Regions from separate parts of the Sus scrofa genome. Here region 2 is linked to region 1. A link is a contact called in public Hi-C data. All regions are on one chromosome and are shown on one strand. Each heading gives the region's core, a stretch centred on a gene start, on an enhancer-like site or on the middle of the called end of the contact. The rest is flanking DNA. Distances are from core to core; before and after follow the strand shown. Region 1 holds the start of GTPBP3 (tRNA modification GTPase GTPBP3, mitochondrial). Region 2 holds the start of BST2 (bone marrow stromal cell antigen 2).

The links. Hi-C and Micro-C count contacts between places; a contact is called where the count stands out from the background.
Region 2: a Hi-C map of mesenteric adipose tissue shows a contact between it and region 1, with 2.0 times the contacts expected there. The contact joins the promoter of BST2 here to the promoter of GTPBP3 in region 1. A contact is called at or near these places in 1 of 5 promoter capture datasets (liver), 30 of 47 Hi-C or Micro-C datasets (adipose tissue, alveolar macrophages, blood and 15 more) and 2 of 2 datasets of contacts at active chromatin or transcription factors (alveolar macrophages and skeletal muscle).

The regions. Positions count from the first base shown.
Region 1 is chr2:60,353,631-60,358,474 of Sscrofa11.1, forward strand. GTPBP3 (tRNA modification GTPase GTPBP3, mitochondrial) reads right to left here and starts at 1,773. Exons shown (of 8, transcript XM_021083561.1): 1 at 1,622-1,773; 2 at 1,029-1,282; 3 at 536-918; 4 at 314-386; 5 at 78-221. The coding sequence starts at 1,674. It overlaps ANO8 (anoctamin-8), which reads left to right and starts at 3,564. Exons shown (of 19, transcript XM_021083565.1): 1 at 3,564-3,894; 2 at 4,718-4,828. The coding sequence starts at 3,843.
Region 2 is chr2:60,302,391-60,307,288 of Sscrofa11.1, forward strand. It overlaps BST2 (bone marrow stromal cell antigen 2), which reads left to right and starts at 2,916. Exons shown (of 4, transcript NM_001161755.1): 1 at 2,916-3,209. The coding sequence starts at 2,916.

The sequences.
Region 1 (4,844 bases), core at 523-3,022:
TTGCTCACCCCTAAAAGCTCAGTACCCCAGCTCCTAGTATACCCCCTGCCCCGGGCCCCGCCCCCCTGCCCACGCACTGAGCAGGTTCACCAGGCTGCTCTTGCCGGCATTAGGAGGTCCAGCAACCACTACGTGCGCCCCTGAGCGAAGCCTCTGTCCACGCCTGGCATCTCGAAGGTGTGTGCCCAATGCCACCTCTAGCTCCCGCACTTCGCTGTCAGCTGTAGATGGAAGAAAGCAGGAGGGAGAGTAAGGGGGTCTCTAAGGGCTGAGATGCCAGATGTCCCCACCTCCCACCCCCAGGCAGACCCACCTTGATCCAGGACGCCCTCCTCTAGGTTGTCATCCTCACCAAAATCAATATAGGCCTCCACATGGGCCAGAGCCTGAAAGAGGTGAGTTTGGGTAGTGTGATCACCCAGGAACCCACCCCCCAGTGTGCCCAGGTCTGGCCCGGCCCAAGGTGCCCGACTGGGCTCACAGGAAGCTCTCATGCAGGTTAGACAGGCAAGTGATGAGCAAATGGTGTACTTGCCCTAGTGAGGGTCTCTGCCCAGCCTTGGCAGAGGTGGCCCAGCTCCCCGTCCAGCTGCCTCAAGGCCTGCCGCCGCTGCGCCTCAGTTTCTGCATGGATCAGATCTGCCAGCCCCTCTACCTCAGTCAGGCTCAGCTTCCCATGGGCGAATGCCCTCCTGGTGAACTCGCCTGCCTCTGCTGGCCGCAGCCCTGGCACACTGCCTGCAGGAAGGTTCAGGGTCCTAAGCCCCTTTTGGTTCCTATCCAGGCCCACTGGTATATAGCCACACCTTAAACCCAAGGCTGCAGACTCACCCAGGGCCTGCAGGACACCACTCACCACAGCTGGGCCTCCATGCACATGGAACTCCGCGCAATCCTCACCGGTGAAACTCTGGGGACCTAGTATGGTGAGGAGATAGGTGTCAGGAGGATACCACCTGGGTAAAAGTCCGGAAGGAGGAAGTTGGGTCATAGAAGCTATATGAGGTTGCAGATCTGAAGTCCCTCACCTGGAAACCAAAGCACCAGCGCGCGGTCCAAAGGCTCCCCAGAGCAGGGGTCGCTGAGGAGGCGCAGGCAGGCTTTGCGGGCCGGGGGTAAGTCCCGGGGCGCCGTAAGGCTCCGGAGGGCGTGCCCGCTGGCTGGGCCGCTGGTTCTAATGACAGCGATGCCGCAGCGGCCTTGGCCAGAGCTCAGTGCGAAGATAGTGGACCCGGGACCCAGGGCCGGGGCGCCACTGCTCTGGCGCGGGCACGGCCTGGAACTGGAAGAGGAGGAGAGTCAGTGTTCTGAGAAACTCTGCCGCCAGAGTGGCAGGTGGATCGAAGGCTAGATGGTCAGGAGATGCCCCAAGTGTAAGTTCTGCGGCCGGGGGGATGAAAAGATTGGAAGGTTTGAGGCCGTAAGATGACTGAATAGAGATGTCTGAGAGAAGTTGATCCACATGTGGGCTCTGCGGCAGGGGGATGGACAGAGCCTTGGAAGAAGACCAAAAATACGGCTCTGCCAAAGGGAACTGGACCTCCAGATCCTAGGGAGAGGATCTGGGCCCCAAGCAGCGCCCTACGCCGTCACACCCCCTCCCCCAAGTGAGAAGCCCCACCTGAGAGGCCCACGTGCCGCCCGGGCTACCAGGGTCCATAGTACCCGCCACATGGATTCACAATCAGCGACCAGCCTTGGCAGCGCCCAGCCGGGGCTAGCCCCGCCCACCTCGCGGCGTGATCCGTAAAGGGCTCAACAATTCTCGGTTACCATTGGGCCCCGTAGAAGACGTACCGCCCACCCACTGAAGATCTTAGCTTCTATTGGCTGATTCCAGGAAAGGACAGGGTGCTAGCACTCCGGGTGCAGCTAAATGGTGTTCCCCCTGCAACATTAGACAGAATTTTTGGGATCCTAGAGCAGCAGGGATCTGAGATACCGGAAAAGAGGGTGGGGGTAAGAACAGGGCTTGGCTTAGGGCGGTGGGAATTATGGAGAAGAAAGGATTTGAGTCCCGTTTGGCCACTACATAGCCTTAGGCGAAGCAAGAGCATCTCAGTGACCGGGAGAGAATTCCGGGGAACCTATGCACTGACCCTGGGAAAATCTTGTCCATACTTCTGGGAAGATTTCTAGTTTTCTCGGAACTCTACAGTTCTCACCCCTCCCTAGATTTCCTCCCGCTGTCTCCATGGCCTCGTATACCCTTCTTCCTCTGACAAGCTCAGCCTCAGTGCCTAGCTCCAAGGTCCCCTTTGCCAGGAAGCTTCCCTAGAACCCCCAGCACAGTCCTCTCGCCCCTCTGGGCTACTCTGGCCCAGGTCTGCTGCTGCAGAGTTGAGTGTTCGGTTGGTCTATGGCTCCCCGAAAGCCAGAGGGGAGTCTCAGAGATTACTTTCAGGTTAACCCAGGACAGCGGCGGCTGATGGAATAAAGCGCAGATGGTGGAATTCCAGGCACCGGACGGGTGGGATCTCAGCAGGACGCTTTCGCACGACTAATTCTCTGGTTCTAGGACGGAGCGGGAGGGCGGCGCTCATATACTTTGGGAAGACGAACAGGATACAGGTCTAAAGACCCCATGCCTCGCTCTGCTCAATTTTTTCATTTGTAAAGAAGGGCAAACGATGACATTCGCCGTCTCCGAGTTCTGTCTGTCGAAAGTATACATCAAGTGCCTACTGTGTGAGAACAGAATTTGCCTGGGACTCTGCGCGCGCTGGCTTTTCAGTCTAATGGAGGAGGCCATTCAGGGTGGTCGGGAGGTCCAAGTGACAGGCAAAATACAGGGCACTCAGTTAAATGTGAATTTCAGATAAACAATGAGTAACGTTTTAGTGTAACTATATCCCATGCAATACTTGGGACATACTGAAAATTTATTCATTTATCCGAAATTCACATTTAACTAGGAGGACTGTAATATTATTATTGTTGTTGTTGCTTTTTAGGGCCGCACCCGCGGCATATGGAGATTCCTGGGCTAGGTGTCGAATCGGAGTTACAGCTGCCAGGCTATGCCACACCCACAGCAACGCCAGATCCAAGCCACCTCTGCGACCTACATCACAGCTCACCTCAGCGCCGGATCCTTAACCCACTGAGCGAGGCCAGGGATCGAACCTGCCACCTCATGATTCCTAGTCGGATTCGTTTCCCCGGCGCCACGTTGAGAACTCCAGAAGGACTGTATTTTTATTTGCTAAATTTGGTAACACAATCAGATCCTCTCTGAGGACGTTACATCTTTAAAGGTGTTGGAGTTAACTGGACAAAGGGTGTGAAGAGAGTCCTAGATAGCTGAACAGCATGTGCTAAGGCCCTAAGGCAGGCTCTGATATATTTATTCTCATCCCTGCTGCGGTGGTTGAAATTTCTGCTACCAGGAATTTCCCCCGACTAGGTCCGCCCCCTCCCACGTCCACCTCGGATTCCAAACAGATGTGGAAACTAAAGCTAGGAGGCGGAGGATCCAGGTCCACGGCGGGCGGGGACGAGACCCAGAATACCGTGCGGGCGGGGACCAGGAGGAGAATTCGCGTTCGGTGCGGGCGGGGACGAGCACCAGAGAGCGAGGTGGGCGGGCGAGAACGAAACTCAGAAAACAACACGGGCGGAGTCGAGAACCAGAGAACGACGGGCGCTGGGCCCAGGAGAATCGAGGTTCGGCGCGGACGGGGACGAGAAACAATCTCGGGCACGCGGGGACGGCGGCCGGCGCGGGCGGGCGCGGCCTTTGTCTCCACCTCCAGCGCACTCGGCTGCTGCACCGGCCCCATGAGCCCGCGGGCCCCCGGCGCCTGGGCCACCCGCAGCTCCTGACCCGCCCTGCCCTCGCCATGGCCGAATCCGCCTCCGGCGCCGGGGGCACGTCCCTGGAGGACGAACGTGGTAAGAGGCCTCCGCCGGAGGGCGAGCCTGCAGCCCCGGCGTCTGGAGTTCTGGGTATGTGTGCAGTGCCTGAATATGACAGGGTTGCAGGTGCCTGGGATGTTCACGGCGGCTGTACGGGGAGCGGGATTGGACTCAGCGGTCCCGGGCCTGGAGTCCAGTCGAGGGGCCCGTTCCTCCGGCACTGCGGCTGCGGCCCGGCGGGCGCGGCTGTGACCGTGCAGCGGTTAAGGGGTCCCAGAGCAGAGACACGGACACGCCCCTCCTAGAGCCCCGTCCCCGGGCTGAGCCTAGTCACCCCTTGGGCTACGGGATCGCGGCCCGGCAGTGATGCGCTTGGGAGGCCCTCTCCATAGAGGATACAGAATCACATAGTCCTGGGTTCAAATCCCTTTTCGACTGTGTGACCTTGAGCGCGTGACTTAGATGCTCTCTGCCTCAGTTTCCTCACCTGTGAAATGGGGGTAAGAACCGCACCCTGCTATGAGGAAGCTATGACATAATGTGGTGAGGCGCTCAGAGCTGCTAGTGAGTGCCCAGCGATTGTGGTTTTGGAGGCGGAGCTGGGCCTCTAGAATGAGTAAGATTTGTAAGGAAGGACCTGGGGGAAGGGCATTCCTGGAGAAGGACCTGGCTGGTGCAAGGACGTGGAGGGAAGGAAACAAGCCAAGGCCAGAGCTCACAGGGCCTTGAATGCCAGGCTGAATGCCCAGGAGCCCTGGCGAGTGTGTGATCAGGTGCCAGGGCTGGAGGGGCGGAGACTGGAGGCCAGGGTCCTGATCCAGGAGTGGGCTGACCCCATCCTGCCCTGCCTGCTCCCCAGATAAGCTTTTTGGGAAGCGGCTCCTGCAGGTGGGTCGGTACCTGGTGTCCCACAAGGCATGGATGAAGACAGTGCCTACAGAGAACTGCGATGTGTTGATGACCTTCCCAGGTACTTCTGCCCAGTA
Region 2 (4,898 bases), core at 1,666-4,165, 50 kb before region 1:
CGGCCCAAAGAAATAGAAAAAAAAAAAAAAGACAAAATAAATCACTTATGTTGGACAGTTCTTCCCAGGCTTTGTTTTCCTTTGGCCAGTCATCTTGTTTTATCTCTCACCCTGAATGGGCCCAGGGCCATCCCTGATATACGTGCTCATCTTTTGGCAAAGTTGGATTCCAGAGCAAGGGGTTCTGGGATGGTAGCAGGACTTATGATGGTCTGGCACCCCTCCCTTTTTGACCCCTAGGAGTCTTTCTGCACATGTGTAATTGGGGAGCTCTCCTTGACCCCAGGAGTGATTGAAGTGGTCCTCTTATCTTTCTACTCCAGCAGAGCTCAGCTTTATCCTTGAAATGTCAAAGAGAAGCAAGGCCCAATTTACTCTGCCTAACACGTCCCAGCTATTCTCAGCCCAGGGGCCAAGCTACCTCCTACCTCATCCCCAGAGGCTCCCCAAGCCCTTTGGGTTCAGTGTCTCCCAAATGGACCAGATTAGGAGTCCCTGTCATGGCTCAGCAGAAATGAATCTTACTAGCATCTATGATGATACAGGTTCAATCCCTGGCCTTGCTCTGTAGGTTAAGGATCTGATGTTGCCATGGGCTGTGGAGTAGGTCACAGACCTGGCTTGGATCCCACATTGCTGTGACTGTGATGCAGGCTGGCTGCTACAGCTCCAATTCTACCCCTAGCTTGGGAACTTCCATATGCCACAGGTGCAGCCCTTAAAAAAAAAAAAAAGAAAGAAAGAAAGAAAGACAAATGGATCAGATTGTACTCCCTCAAAACATGCTCCTCATTCTGAAGCCATGTTTCCACATTATCCACCTCTCCTTCTGCCCTGAGCCACAGACCGGGCTGCATATCCATTGGACACCTACTGGATGCTGAGGCACTTTATTCAAAACTCCTCTTTATTCAAAAGCTCCTCCTGATGAGGCTGCTTCTGTTATGGTCCCACTTTACAGATGAGGTAACTGAAATTCAGTAAATTTACCTGGAATCCTAAGTTGTGTCAACTTAAAAAAATATGCACAACCTGAGTGTTCCCTTCACGGCTCAGCGGTAACAAACTCAACTAGTAACTAGTATTCATGAGGACTTGGGTTCGATCCCTGGCCTTGCTCATTGGGTTAAGGATCTGGTGTGGCTGTGAGCTGTGGTGTAGGCTGGCAGCTACAGCAGCCAATTCTACCCCTAACCTGGGAACTTCCATATGCCATGGCTGCAACCAAAAAGAAAAAAAAAAAAAAAAAAAGACAAAAACCAAATATGCACAGCCTGAAAGTTGAAAGTTAAGTTTATTGGGGGTGAAATGAGGAGTTAAGCCCTGAACTCAGCATCTTTTTTTTTTTTTTTGTCTTTTGTCTTTTTTGTCTTTATAGGGCCACACCCACGGCAGGCACGGTTTCCGTTTTCCACTGCGCCACCACAGGCACTCCTGAAGTCAGCATTTTAAGTAACCCTGAAAAAAACTGCTCAGAGGAGGTGGGGGAGCTAGGATATATAGGAGTTTGGTAACAAAGGGCAGGCAGTAGGGAAAAAAGACTACTGCTAATAAAAGAAAACTAGAGGAGTTCCGGTTGTAGCTCATTTGTTAACAAATCCAACTAGGAACCATGGGGTTTCGGGTTCAATCCCTGGCCTTGCTCAGTGGGTTAAGGATCTGGCATTGCCATGAGCTGTGGTGTAGGTTGCAGACATGGCTCGGATCCCACGTTGCTGCCCACGTTGCTGTGGCTCTGGCGTAGGCCAGCGGCTACAGCTCAGATTAGACCCCTAGCCTGGGAACTTCCATGTGCCTCGGGTGCAGCCCTAAAAAGACAAAAAAAACAACCAAAAAAACAAACAACTGGATACCTCAAGTTTAGGAATTTAGTGCTTTTCTGTGTACAGGAAGATTATGCAAGGTCTGGGCTCACTGAAACCATTCCTTCAATGTGCACCTCAGCCATCTGGGGCCAGTATCCTGTGTTTTCACCTCCTGATTTTCCTCAGGGCTCACCTTAAGAAGTGGCTGCAGTCTGATGGCTGCTAGGTGGCAGGTATTCTTTCTTTCCTTCCTGAGTTCCCTTAGGGCTCACTGGCTCGCCAGTTTAGAGGTGGCTGCAATCGCTGAGGACTGGGACATCCTCTGATAACTGACATGCGGGCAAATATTTGATCTCTCAGGCGGCAGGAGCGGATTCTGGAAGTATGAGCCTGTTCCTGGCTGGAGCCTGTTGACTGGGCTGACCTCAAGTGGCCAAAAGTGGGAACCGCAGCCTTGGTCACGTGGGTCCCTCCCGCTCTTCTCCGGCTTCCCTGCAGGCTCTCACACCCTCGGTGGCTCCCTGTGGTCCTTTCCACAGGGCAAGGATGCTAAATCAACACCTGCTAGGTCGCTACGGAGACCCCTGAGCTCAAATCCCAGCCTCCTCCATCACTCCCGGGCCCTGCCCCCAGCCTGCCAACACTCAACTCTCAGCCTCACTTTCCCCAGCTGGGGACTGGACAGAAAATGCCCTAGGCCTCTTCCGGTCATGGGACAGATGAACACAAAGCTGGCATGCACCGGATGCTCAGTAACTGCAATTGTCACCCTCAGAAACTTGGAGGAGAAGGGCAGGAACTTGACATGGGGTGTTTGAGGCAGCCGCAACTCCCCTCCCACAGGATCCCACTGGCGAGCATTCAGCCCGAGGCCATAATTTGGCAGAAACTACTCACCTTTTTTTCTGGGAAAACGAAAAAAGAAACCGAAACTAAAAGCCTGGGCTGTCCTCTGCCTGTAGTAGCCCCATTCAATCATCTCCAAGTCAGGGGTTTTTCCAGCAACTTGTCATTGGTCCTCACAGCTCCTATGCTAATAAGGGGGCAGCCCCAGCCCCTAGAAGGCACTCTTACCTAACTCTTGCCCAGACTCCCTCAGCACAGACCCAGATGTCACCTAGTTTGTATTCCTACAGCCCTTTACCCATGGTGAGCTGCTTGAGGGAATCAAACCTGCGAGACAGCAGGCTGTGGCTGGTCTTCCTGCTCTGCCTGTTGGTGGTGGGTCTGCTGGTGTCTCTGATCATCTTTGCTGTCAAGGCCAACAGCAAGGGCTGCAAGGATGGCCTCCGAGCACAGCAGGAATGTCAAAACCAAACGGACCATCTGCAGCACCAGCTAACTGTGGCCCAGGAGGTCTTACAGAGGACCAAGGCCCAGTACACCGTTTGCAACCAGACTGTGGTAAGCCACCATATCCCCTAGATAGGGCCCTGGGCTTGGGGTGGGGGTGGGGGGCTCTCACAGTGTCTATATGGCAATCAAGATAGACTCTGAAACTGCCCCCTGAATGTTTCCACTGGGATTTGGGGACTGTGAAACTCTTTCGAGGGTCCTGGGGTGGGGTGGGGCCTTAAAACTCCCCAGAGCACCCAAATCAGGGTGCCTCAATATCCCTTCTAGGATGTGGGGGAATGTCCAAACTCCCTGGCACTTGTGTGAGGAGCTAGAAACTCCCTTCAGGCTCCAGTGGAGGGGTGGGGAGCCGAAGTCCTCTCTGCAGGTTGGGACGGAAAACCTTACCAGGTCGGTAAGAAAGGAGGGGCTCTCCATACATCTGCTACTTCCTGACAGACTGAAACTTTAACTTGCTTCCCTGTATGGGGGGCCTTGAAACTCCCACTGGGCCTCTAACTTGGGCTCCCCCTCCACCACAATGTTCTGGTTTGGGGAAGACCTCTCAGTCTTCTTCTTGTGTAGGCACAAGTTCACGTGCCTGATGCACAGTGAGGCCAAATGAACAGAGATGTCAGAGACTGGAGTAGAGAAAGGTTTATTGCAGGGCTGTGTAAGGAGATGGATGGCTTGTGCCCCACCGCCCCACCCCCTGCAAATCCCCAACACCCCAAAGGGTTTCAGCAAAGCTTTTTTTTTTATTTTTTGTTTTTTAATTTTTACTTTTTTAGGGCCATCCTCATGGATGCTAGTTGGGCCTGTCAAGTGCTGAGCCATGAAGGGAACTCCCAGAAAAGCATTTTTACTTTTTTTTTTTTTTTTTTTTTTTGCTTTTTAGAGCCACACCCATGGCATATGGAGGTTCCCAGGCTAGGAGTCTAATCACAGCTACAGCTGCCAGCCTACACCACAGCCACAGCAATGCAGAATCCAAGCCGTGACTGTGACCACAGCTCACAGCAACGCCAGATCCTTAACTCACTGAGTGAGGCCAGGGATCCAACCGGCAACCTCATGGTTTCTAGTCAAATTCATTTCCGAGGAGCCACAACAGGAACTCCTTTTTATTTTATTTATTTTTATTTTATTTTATTTTATTTTCAGCAAAGCAAAGCATTTTTAAAAGCTAAGTGGGGGGCAGGTCACAGGGTATGTGATTCACTCCCGCACAAGCCTCTGATTGGTTGGGGAGGTTAACAGGGACTCCTCACAGGGTTTAACTTTATCAACACTTAGATGCCAGTAGTTCTGGGGGCTGACCATGCTCATGCCCACCAAGTGGCTAAAATTGCTTCCTTTTGTGGGGGTTCACATCCGTAAAACAACTCAGGATTGGAATTCCTGCTGTGGTGCAGTGGGTTAAAATCTGGTGTTGTCTTTGTGGTAGCATGGGTTGGATCCCCAGCCCCACACAGAAGGTTAAGTATTCACCCTTGCTGCAGCTGTGACTAGGATTCCATCCCTAGCCCAGGAACTTCCAGCGCCGCAAGTGCAGCCCCCAAACAACAACAACTCAGGATTGTGCATTAAATACTGTTATCTAAGTTCTTGAGAGAGGTGCTAAAGCAGAGGGTATGGGGGAAGGCCCCATGGGGATCCTGCTCAGTTCCTCTTGGGCAATACCCCAGGGATCTGGAAACTTCTAGAGTTTGGGCATAGGAAGCCTCCAAATTCCGGGGGGGGCCCTCAAAACTCCCA